Regions from separate parts of the Mus musculus genome. Here region 1 is linked to region 2. The links are chromatin contacts, called in public promoter capture Hi-C maps. All regions are on one chromosome and are shown on one strand. The core of a region is the stretch at or near the end of the contact, and the rest is flanking DNA. Distances in the headings are between cores, read along the strand shown.

The links. Promoter capture Hi-C pulls out the DNA fragments that hold promoters and counts their contacts.
Region 1: a promoter capture Hi-C map of liver shows a contact between it and region 2, with 5 times the contacts expected there. The contact joins the promoter of Pi4ka here to the promoter of Yars2 in region 2. A contact is called at or near these places in 2 of 39 promoter capture datasets (liver and pre-B cells).

Annotation. Positions count from the first base shown.
Region 1 is chr16:17,404,524-17,410,712 of GRCm38.p6, forward strand. Pi4ka (phosphatidylinositol 4-kinase alpha) reads right to left here and starts at 1,342. Exons shown (of 55, transcript NM_001373955.1): 1 at 1,111-1,342. The coding sequence starts at 1,275. Snap29 (synaptosomal-associated protein 29) reads left to right here and starts at 1,477. Exons shown (of 5, transcript NM_023348.4): 1 at 1,477-1,836. The coding sequence starts at 1,600.
Region 2 is chr16:16,299,276-16,305,247 of GRCm38.p6, forward strand. Yars2 (tyrosyl-tRNA synthetase 2 (mitochondrial)) reads left to right here and starts at 3,690. Exons shown (of 5, transcript NM_198246.2): 1 at 3,690-4,472; 2 at 5,261-5,428. The coding sequence starts at 3,709.

The DNA.
Region 1 (6,189 bases), core at 92-2,591, 1.1 Mb after region 2:
ACAAGGTCAAAGACCAGGTCACTCTGCCTTTCCACTTTTACCCATCAGCGCGCAGGTGCACATGTCACCCAGGTTCTTTCCATCTTTCAGAAAGTTGAATGGACAGACAGCCCCCTCCCTTCAGTGCTAACATACTGTGCTGAGTCTATTTACACATTCCTGGGCGAAAAGCAGCTGACTATTATTGTTCATCCACGTTGTGCCTGGCCTTAATATGTAAACTCATCAAAGCTTCACAGGTTTTATAGATAAGCAAATAGGCTGTTAGCATGCAAGTTTCTTCCTCAAGACTGCACACAGAAATTGTAAATTTAGTCAGCTCTGACTAAAATCTGTCTTCTTCCTATCACAACATCCTTTTGTTGTTGTTTGGTTTTTGGGTTTTTTTTTTCCCCTAAAAGAAAGCGGTTAGCCTCCTTAATCCTGGGGTTCTACCCTTCACCACCCACCCAGTTCACCTCTTATCCCAGGTCCAAGCATATCTTTTATCTTCCAAGATAAGGACTGGCGTGTCTTTCTCTTCTGAAGCAATCCTGAATTTAGTTCTCTGTCTACTAACAGTCCACTGCATATTCCTGCCACTGCATCTTCTCGAAACTCATCATCTTTTGATCCAGTCTAACGCTACCATCTCTTAAATAATAATACGATTTGCATAGCTGTCCTTCTCCACAATCCAGTGAGAAGGGCAAAAAGTGTGTAGGGGAGGAGGGCGTCCCATTTCATGAGAAAGACACCTCTCCAAGGTCATTGAATGAAAACAAAAAATCGGGACCAAAAGCCCGGATTGGACTCTTGGTCCTTGGCTCATCCTACCACGCCTCACAGGCAGTCACGATGCTGCCACAACCCCCGCGCCTGAGATGTCACAGCGGTAGTCCGCCCGCCCACAGCTCACTGCCCTCCCACTCCCACCGGTACCAGACCTCCCAGCGTCCTGTCGACTTCCCGACTCCTCTCTTCACCAGAACCCTCTCCCACCGACCTCCCTACATCGCTGCCACCTCTATTCAGGAGCCCCTCTCTAGTCGCAAGTAGCCTTCTCAGACCCAGCAGCGTCCCGCCGCTTCGCCACCTCAGGCCCCTCCTCCTGTCAGTACGCAGGGTTACCTTCTCCAAGGATGCTGGTCTCTGCACAGCCAGGGAGCGGGCCAGTGAAAGTACTGTGTTGAAATAAAAGCCTCGAGAGGTGCTGGAGCCAGAGCTGGACCCCGAGCCGCCGCCGCCGCCGCCGCCGCCACCGCCGCCTCCTCCCCGGGCCCCAGCAGCCGCCATCACAGCGCACGCCCCGGCGCAGGCGGCTGGGTTCACAGCTCTGGGCTCGCCACCACCGGTCCTTACTGCGCAGGCGCAGAGGCGGCCGACTTCCCGGCCACCTGACCACCTGACTCCTCCCCTCTCCCCTCCCCCGCACTGGGTGGGGCCTGGTCCCCCTCTGCCGCTCCGCCGCCGGGTTGGCTCTGGAGGCGGGGCTCTAGCGCAGTGCTGGCGGAAGTAGTGCGCGCGGCGTCCACAGTGAATCCGCCCGCCGGCGCTGGGCTATCGACTCCTCGCTCAGCAACCCCTCCTGCTTCCTAGGTGCAGGCCGTCTCCCGCACCATGTCTGGCTATCCTAAAAGCTATAATCCTTTCGACGATGACGTGGAAGAGGAAGACACCCGGCCCGCGCCGTGGAAGGACGTCCGCGACCTGCCTGACGGCCCCGACGCGCCCATTGACAGGCAGCAGTACCTGAGACAGGAGGTGTTGCGCAGGGCCGAGGCTACCGCTGCCAGTACCAGCAGGTCCTTGTCTCTCATGTATGAATCGGAGAAGATCGGAGTCGCCTCTTCCGAGGTGAGCCTGGGGCAGAACTGAGCTAAACCGGCCAATCAATGCGTTATAAAAACGGGATGAAGAAATATTTTGTTTACGATCTTTTGGTATTTTTCTAATTGCCTACCGTAAGTTCATGGACATAGTGTAAAGAATTATGTATCAGGATCACCTGATGTTTACCTCTGGAAGCTTCCTTATCTATTATTCTGCGAGGTTAATTTCTCCCTCGCTGCCCTGCCCTCATGTCTAGTTAAAAAGTAAACTCCAAATAATGTTCTGTGTGAGAGTAAAAATGCCAAAGTGCGGCCTGTATTTGGGAAGTAGTGTCTGTTTCATTTACATATAACTTGTTAGGCAGAAGCCTCAAGCTGTTCCTCTCTAGTGGCCCAGTTAAAGTGTGAACTGTGTATGCTTCAAGTGCCAGGTGGTGCCTGAAGTACTGACGCAAAGGGAGCCTGTGTTCTTCTTCTCACATCCTTGACCACTTTTCACCTTTCTAATGGGAATATTTAAGTCCCCTCGCCTGGGCTCCTGCTCAGGAAACCAGATCCTGAATTGAGTCGACTCTTACCTTTGTAGACCGTGTGTTATTGTGACAGCTCTTTCCATCCATAGAAAATTTCAGCAACTAGGAACTTTGCTTTCCTTTAATTTACCTGTATTTGCATATGCACAGTTTAAGGGTGTCCCCTGAAGCCGGAAGAGGGCACCAGGGAATCCCTTGGAGCTGGAGTTGACAGATGGGTGCTGGGAACAGAAATGGTCTTCTGAAACTTCTTTAAGACCTTTTCTTTTTGAGGAGTTCGGCTTGGTGGACAGCCTACCAATGAAGCCCAGGCTGGTCTGGAACTTAGAATTCTTGGTCTCAATCTTTCTGATACTGGGATTTCAGGCATGTACCATCTTCTCCAGCATAAAATAAAGATTATTCCAAGACACCAGATTGCCCCTAAGTCTACTGGCAAAATAGTTGTTTTGGCAGAAGAAGAAATTACTGATATATCAGCCAAGAATAATCTTAAGTATTTTACAGTTTTGAAATGTAATAGTTGAAACAAAATACTGTCTTTCTTTACCAGTCTTCATCTCTGATCTTTGGCAAGTGTTCTCCTCTGGGACTTGGACAGATCTCTGTTGTTTTCTATTGCCACTGTTTGGTATTTTACCTTCTCCTACCTTCCCTGTTGTTGTCTCCCTGACGGCTAATGTATGTTCTGCCTCTAGGAAGTTGTGCTTCTGTGTACTGGATTCTTAATGTTCCACTCCAGATCAATTGGAGTCCTACAGGTCTTGGTGAACAGGTCACTTTGTATTGAGATAAGTGATAAGTTCTCACAATGTAGCCCATAGTAATCCAGATTGGCCTCGAACTCAAGATCCTCTTTCTTCAGCCTCCAGAGGGCTGAGGTCATAGACATTCACCAGATGCCAATGCAGGTAGGTCCTCTTGAAGAACAGAAAGCACTCTGACCTGCTGAGCCATCTCTCCAGCCCCAAAAGAGAACCTATTTTTTTTCTCTCAATCGTATCAATATGTAATTCTGACTGTTCTCCAACTTTATGTAGACTAGGCTAACCTTAAACTCAGCCTGGGAGTGCCGAGGTTCAAGCCACCACACCAAGCACTTTTATTCTTTTTTAACTTTAAAGTGAGGTGTTCTTTACATATTGGCCTGTATATTATTTAGTAGTATTGAAGGTTCTTTCATAGTTAAATACAATGAGGGGTGGTTTGGAGCCGGGGAATAGGCTAATGGTCATATTATATGCCATTAGATGGATGACCTGTTTATGCAGCAAGCCTCCTAATAATGAATATCATAATATTTGCTTCCTACATGAACATCACCACCTGGCCAAAGCCACTCCCCTTCCTAGGATACTCTGCCCCTCCTAGAGCAGTATAGCATACTACAATGATCTTCTCTGGAGCCTGATTTCTCAGTTCAGCAGAGCCCAGCAACGAACAGTAGACTAGGGTTTCAATTGACTTTGCACCAACACAGTGGAAAGGAACTGATGTTTGGTAATACTGACACATAACGTGCTCAGCTGCCTTGCCTAGCACACGCTCCTCGGAGGCCTACTCATCCTTACATCTTTCCAGTGTCTGCCACTGAAGCCACACTGGGCATTCAGTTCAGAGAGGTCAGAGAGACAGACGGCATCCCTCATAACCTGGAGGAGTGGCAAGGCAAACTCCTCAGGTTTTCCCCAGTTCGAGTGACTAAATCCATTGCCATAGATGTACTCTTGTTTTCTAGAAAGCTGGTGGGAGCAGCATTCCCAGTAAGGGCTTCCCAACCAGACCTGCTCCTCCAGAGTTGTTCATGGTGACTCTAATGCGTCCAATTTCTGTTTCTGAATGCACTCCACATCAGGGCAATCTCTGGCTCACACAGAACCCAGCAAGCTCCATGTTTACTTGGCTATCCAAGCTAGAATCTGTTAGTGTGAGTGTGTATTACCTTGAAAGAGATAATGAGAAATTTCGTTCTCTCTCTGTTTCTCTCTCTCTCTCTTTCTCTCTTTCTTTCTTTCTTTCTTCCTTTCTTATTTTTTCCTCTCTTTTCCTTTGTGAAATAGTATTTGCCCAGGCTCACCTCCATCTTGCTGATCCTCCTGAGTTCAGCTCTGGAGTACTGGGATCCCATGTCTGTGCTACCCCACTGCTTAATCCCCAGTCTAAGATAATTAATTTCAGAGTTCTGAGTTTAGTGCGCTGACCCCAGATTGACATCCATGTACTTATCAGTTCATAGCTAAGTTTAATTTCAAACTCATTATGAGGCCTACCTGATGTTCCAGGATGCCTTAGTTGTAGATTGCATTGTGATCTGTGGGGCTCCACATCATTTGCTGGGTATTTCCTGCTGGGTCTCATGGGTCCTACCCACACCCTTCTGTGCTTGACACACAGTTCCACTTCCCTTCAGTTACTCCAGCTGCCTAGACTAGCTGCTCTCTTCAACTGAGGCATTTACCCCACCCACCCTTGGGACTCCCTGTTATATATATACTCCTTAAACCAGGCCAAAAGCCCTTGTTGGGGCTTCACTGTGTGTAACCTTTTTATTGTTTTTACCATGAAACTAAGCTCAACGAAGCAAGAACGGGTCTGCCTAACTCAGCACCACAGTGTTGTTAGCAAATTAGAAAAGTGGATTAGCCTTGCTCTTACCCTGCCTGGATTGTATGAGCCCTCAGGGAGGAGTTTGGGCTTGGTTAGTCCCCTAGCACTAGAAGACTGCTTGGCAGAGAGGAAGTTCTCCTGAGTGTCTTGGAGAAAGTCCCACCAACCGTTCCAGGCTCAGGCAGCAAGAACCCTTTGATTCCCTGAATCCTCACAGTGTCCCCAGAACATAACCTGTCTATGTGAGTGTCACCTCACTTCAGGCAGTCTGAGCCCTTGCATGGTCATTGTTTCCCTGACTTCCTCTTCCCCTTGCTCTGAGGAGTATTTCCCAGAAAAGAGGAGTTGAGGAACTTTCTCTGTGGTTCCTAAGCATCTCCTGTCTCTCCTTTTTCCTGTTTAGATTTAGAAAACACTTGGGGCTTATAAGTTGGGGAGATCACCTGCAATCATCTCATAAATAGTCACTTGGTCCATCCAGTCTTCATATGGAGGGCATTTTGTGTTTTCTTGTCCTTTGTTTTTGAGACAGGGTCTCATGTAGCTCAGAATGACCTCCAACTCTCTGTACCTGAGGATGACCCTGAACTGATTCTCTGCCTTCTCCTTCCAAGAGGTTACAGGCACGTCCCACTGCCCCCACCCCCATTTACAGAGAGCTAGGATTGAGATCCCAACGTGTAAGCCAACATCAGGCAAGCACCCTTACCAGCCGAGCCACATTCCTCATCCAGGAGTTCACACCACTCACACCCACCCTGGGCCTCATTCTCACAAATGCAGATGAAAAGGTCAACACAGCCCATTTCTGAGCTATGGAAACACACCTCCAAGCCCGGAGCATTTGAGGTCTGCCTTCAAAATGGCTGGGGTACAGAGTCTTGGCCAGTCTGTCTTCACAGAGAAGCACTATCAGTTCTCCTCTGTCATGTGCCCTGCCACACCCCCTTTCCTCCTCGGCTGTCCGGAGGTCAGAAGCACAGTCATTTCCTGTCCTTTTTAGGGGAGGATTTTAGCCAAAGAAGCTCTTTGCTGGTCTCATGTTCTCCGTGAACAGATTCTAGCTTATAGAAACTTCCAGAATCCCACTTTAACCCCCAGACTCATCTGTTGCCCTGTGCAAGCATCCAGAGCTGTGGATGTAGCTCGGCTGTAGAGCACTCAGCTGTCATACGTAAGCCCTGAGTTAGCTGCAGTATTGCAAAGTAACACTGATAATAAAGAAAGAAGAAAAGGAG
Region 2 (5,972 bases), core at 2,440-4,939:
TTCCTGCTTCATCTCAAGGCCTGCCAGATGGCTCTGGGACAGAAGACTGAAGACAGGTGCCCCAATGTTTTGAGGAATAGGGGACTGTCCAGGTAGTCAGCTGTCTCTACAATTTGTTTACGTTTTGGAAGCTATGTTTTTGTGCTACCTATACACTCAGGCAATATTTAATTTGTTCTTGGATTTCTGACAGGGTTGAAGACTAGTTACAGTCTTATAATTAAACTTAAGTTGTTTAGCATTGATAGAGATGCTATAGAGTTAAAAGTATTGTTTTCAGATGATAATACAGGCTAAAGTCAGAATTATAATTACAATTATAATTCAGGTATAGAATTATTAGCAGGGGAAAGTTTAGGAGTCTCAGGAGTACTGTAGGGGAGCATTGGTTACTGGGGGAAGGTTTAGGAATGCCAAACCTTTGAGCTAGTCACGTCATGCCAAAAATTAACTGGTGTGAGTATGTGTGTGTGTGTGTGTGTGTGTGTGTGTGTGTGTGTGTGTTTCATTTGTGAATTCAGATTGCTTCTGAGTAGGTGTGCACGTATGACCGTATGACCCACCGGGAGCCAAAGTAGTGTAGCCAACTGCTGATACAAAAGTCAAATCTATTTTTTAAAAAAAAAATTAAATAAACTTTAATACTAAACTTTGGTGTGATGTTTTTATGCACTTTGTAAAGGTTGTCTCTGTATTTTACAAATGCTGATTTGTGAACTGGCAGAGATGTGATTAAAGGCTGGACTTTGATGTCATTAAGCATCATCTATTTCAGTGGTTTGTAAACACTCCCTCTCTTACCTTTTATTTAAAAGTTGATGGTCTATAGCAAAGGCAGAAAAGGAAGGTGCGACTTCTGGAGAGAGAGAGAGAGAGAGAGAGACAGAGAGAGACAGAGACAGAGAGAGAGACAGAGAGAGAGAGAGAGAGACACAGAGAGAGACAGAGACAGACAGAGACAGAGACAGACAGAGAGAGACAGAGAGACAGAGAGACAGAGAGACAAAGAAACAAAGAGACAGAGACAGAGAGTGGAGTCAGTTTGATGAGGGAGACTTGCTAGGGAGACTCTGAGAAAGATGTAAGCCAGAGTAAGAAGGAGAGGTTACTAAATAGCCACATGGCAGAACTTAGAATAGAATAAATGTGTTAATAAGTTATGTCCTAGTTGTGAACAAGCCTAGCTATAAGGCCTAGGCATTTATTCAGGAGCTGTCAGTCCCATTACACTAAACAGTAGTTTTAAAATTTTCATCATCTGAGACACGTTTCCATCAAGTATAGGGCCATCATGTAATGCTGTCACAACAGCATTTCTTTGAAAAGAAAAGCAGTACTAAAGCTAGTGCAGATATGAAGTCATACTTTCTAATACCCAACTGTTGCCCTGCTCTTTAAAGTCACAATACGTAGGTATTTGTTGTATTAACCCAAACTTGCAAGTGAGAGATTTTTCCCAATATTAAGTACAGTATCTGTTAGGCTTTCAGAACTTCCTGCAATGCATCTTACAGTCTGTCTCTGATCAAAGTGCAGATCAACAGATTCTGACTAGAATTTTAAAGATATTTTGAGTAACAATATGAGAGAACACTCTAGCTATTTTCTACCAGTATTAGAGAATATTACCAGTAATATTACAATATTACTGGCAATGAGAAATTAAACTCACTGATAATTAGATGAGCAAATACATTGATTAATCAAAATAACAAATTTATAACCCACTAAAATAAATGTCTTCTTCAAATACCTTAGTATTAGGACATGGAAAGATCTGTAGCTAATGGTCTGGGGATGGGTCAGGATCCTCTTTCAGGAACGTGAGTGTTGTTTGTCTTCTGCATATGACTCTTAGTCAAAAGGCTTGCCCAAAGTGTGGATTTCTCTCCAAGAGCATTCCATATTTAAAGATTAGCCGGTAATAAAGTGAAACAGCCTACCTCCTTGTTTCAGTTTGGAAGACTATGGAAGGAAATCTCAGCTCCTGACTTCCTCTGGGATACTGAATGACTCTTGTCTGGCCTGAGCTTTCTATTGCCGTGATAAAACAATATGACCAATGGCCTGGGAAGAAAAGCGTTTATTTCACTTTACAGCTTATAATTCGTCATTCAGGGAAGTCAGGGCAAGGACTCTAGTCAGAAAGACTCCTGAAGGAACTAAAGCCGAAGTCATGAAGGAGTGCTACATACTGGCTTATTCCACATTGTTTGATCAGCCTGATTTCTTTTAGCACCCAGGACCACCAAGGGTGGTGTTTCTTTTGGGACCCTGGGACAAGAGACTCAGGTGCATATTTTACATATGAAAACAGATCTGGCTTCCAGGTTCTCTCAGCATCCCTAAGTCTCTACCTGGCATACCCTATCCCCAACCCTGTACATTCCAGCCCAGGGGATGGGCTGCCCTTCCCTCAGACGCTCTTTGCTATACAATCTACACATTTTGCTCTCTCTCTCTCTCTCTCTCTCTCTCTCTCTCTCTCTCTCTCTCTCCCCACCCCCTGCCACAAGCCCTTTCTCCCCCCCCCCATGGCGACCCCCCCTGGCCTCAATTCTAGGGGGACAGTAAATCTGCTTTATAATCTAATCTGGTTTGAATTGGCTCATTTTACCGGAGAAAGGACCTATCAAGAGGCACCACCCACAGTGAGCTGGTCCCTTCCACATCAATCACTGATCACCACTGGCTTGTTCATAGGCCACATTGGTTGAGGGCATTTTCTCAGTTTAAGTACCTCAATGACTCTAACTTTGTCAACTTGGCATAAAACTAGCCAGCACACCTCTACTGCAACTTACTCCTGGCTCAATTGTTCTCTGTCTCCCTCCATAACCCCTACTTCTCTCACAATGGTAGGTGATGGCCACAAATGGCACATTCTCAATAATGCTACTCCACATAAATCAGGGAGTTTTGAAAGTATGGCCCACGTCTACTCATATATGGAAATGTCAGAATAAATTCATTATTTTGTACAATTTGTGTACGCTAATTAAAATGTTTAAAGAAAATTAGTCAGAATCTACAATGGGACTTGGGGGCTGGCTCACCTGCCATACAATTGCAAATGAGAGTCCTCATCCTGGTGAGAGGATTCCTAAAAGCACCTAATATGTTATGACTTTGAATGACTCCAGTTTTTGTTATACTAAACACAGGGAGTTCTTTCCTGTTTTGACTTTCCTCTTGCTAGGAGGAGACTGCCACCTTCAGGACACCCACTAATGACGTGTGTGTGTGTGTGTGTGTGTGTGTGTGTGTGTGCGCGCGCCTGCCTGCCTGCCTGTACTGTGACGAGGCTCTCATTAACTGGGGAAACTGGTACAAAGAAATTTCGTCTCCACTCCACTCCGAGTTCTTTCTACAGGTCCAAGACTTATGGGACTTGAGCATCACAGCTTTTGCATGATCATTTAAACGACAGTAAACATTTGTCGAGCGCTTACTACACCGCCAAGTGCTTTCACCACAGCTGTGAGACAGGAAGTACTATCACGACATCCTCACTGAGAAAACGGGAATGAAATGATAGAGGAACAGCGGGGGCCGCAAGACGGAACTCAGTCGGTCCACATTCCAGGACTGCCTACAGCACCAAAGCCTAACAGGCCTCCCGCTACGCCCGAGCATGCGTAGAGAGACACCGAGGCGCCCGCGGTCGCAGGGCGACAGAGGTCCAGCATGCCTTGCGTGTCCCGCAAGATGGCGGCGCCCATGCTGAGGCGCCTGTGCCGCGTTCCGCAGTCCCTGGTCTGGCTACGAGGGTCGCGTGCGGTGCGCCCGGGCGCGCGGGGAATGCTGGTGGCACCGAGGGCCCGCGGCTTGTTCAAGGAGTTCTTCCCCGAGAGCGGCACGAAGACAGAGCTCCCCGAACTCTTTGACCGCCGCAGGGCGGGCTCGTCCCCCCAGACGGTGTACTGCGGCTTCGACCCCACGGGCGACTCGCTCCACGTGGGGCACCTGCTAACTCTGTTGGGGCTCTTCCACTTCCAGCGAGCCGGCCACAACGTGATCGCGCTCGTGGGAGGCTCCACGGCCCTCCTGGGGGACCCCAGCGGCCGGACCAAGGGGCGCGAGGCGCTGAGCGCCGAGTGCGTGCGGGCCAACGCGCACGCCCTGCGGCGAGGGCTCGAGGCCCTGGCGGCCAACCACGCGCGCCTCTTCGCGGACGGCCGGCCCTGGGGCTCTTTCACGGTGCTGGACAACGCGGCCTGGTTCCAGGAGCAGCACCTGGTGGATTTCCTGGCCACGGTGGGCGGCCACTTCCGCATGGGCACTCTGCTGAGCCGGCTGAGCGTGCAGTCGCGTCTCAAGAGCCCCGAGGGCATGAGCTTGGCGGAGTTCTTTTACCAGGTGCTCCAGGCCTATGACTTCTACTACCTTTTCCAGCACTATGGATGCCGGGTCCAACTGGGCGGATCAGATCAGTTGGGCAACATCATGTCTGGCTACGAGTTCATCCACAAGTAAGCTGGAATTGTTAGAGCCTACGGAAACCCGGGGACGAGTATACAGAAGTAGTGTGTTATTCGTTAGGAAGATTGTAAGTTAGAGCTGGGAGTTAGAGCTGCTGGAAGCAGACCGATATTCAAGATTTGGATTGTGTCTGTTTTCCCTAAGTCGCCTTTAGTTTCTTTAGAAATTGTTATTTATCCTGAAAATAATTGGACTTCTGTTTAGAACCGTGTGCACTAATTTAGCTTTTCGCCTCCATAAAGATTTTCACAGCGTTTTCTTTTTTTAAAGATTGATTTATTTATGTATGAGTGCTCCATCTCTATGTAACACCTGCATGCCAGAAGAGGGCACCAAATTCTTATATTATATCCCACATGGTTGCTGGGAATTGAACCCAGGATCTCTGGAAGAACCACTGAGCCACCTCTCCAGTCCTCACAGTTTTCTTGAGGAACATAGATTATATGGCTGGTTCGTGTGCTACACGACAAAACTCATTTAAAAATATTAAAAGCCACCTTCTAAATGTACCTCCTGGTATCCTTTCGCCCAACTTTGTCATTTTTCTACCTGATCCTTCAAAAATCAAGTCCTGTTGACCTGCTCAGGTGCATTCCTCAATTGCACTTAAGCACGACACATGTAGATATAAAATGCGTGTTTTTATGGTTCTTGAGGACCTGAGTCCAGACTGAGAAAGGGTTTTAAAAACATATAGTAAGTAACCAGACTTAAATGTGTACTGTGCTTGGTGGAACTAATTGTGCCTAACAGAATACCATGAATGTATGTGTAGGTTGACTGGAGAGGATGTGTTTGGAATCACTGTACCTCTAATTACAAGTACAACTGGAGCAAAGCTGGGAAAGTCTGCTGGCAATGCGGTTTGGCTAAACAGAGAGAAAACATCACCGTTTGAACTTTATCAGTTCTTTGTCAGACAGCAAGATGATTCCGTAGAAAGGTAAGCTTTAATAGGCATTTGAGAAAAATTAATATGTAGTTATGATTCAGTTTTAGCTAGTGAATCTTTTTCTTTGTAGGTTTTTTTCATTGATTCTATTTAAGGTGTAAATTATTATGTCACATGATATTGCCATTTTTATTTTTACGATACTAGAGTTGAACCCAGGGCTGAATGGCTATTTTATTAGGTAGGTGCTTAACTATTGAGCTACATCCCAGGTCTGGAGAGAAAAAAAAAATGCGATGTTCTAAGTTGCTCAAGACAGCCTCTGGCTTAAGTCTTACCTCTTACATCTTTTGAGGCTTGGAACTTAGCCATAGAATCCCAAAAGTAGGTAGCTGTTGTGAAGACACCTACTCATGTGAGTCTAAATTGTGTACTCTATCTTAATCTTCATAAACTAATTTTGTTTTATTCTTGCTGGTCCTCAAATCTTTTGTTGTATAATCACGGATCCAGCTTTACCCAAGTGCAAATTTCAAAGGGGAAGAAAACTCAAGTCAGATGTGTTGGTCTGTGTTTCCTGTTGCACCAATAACAG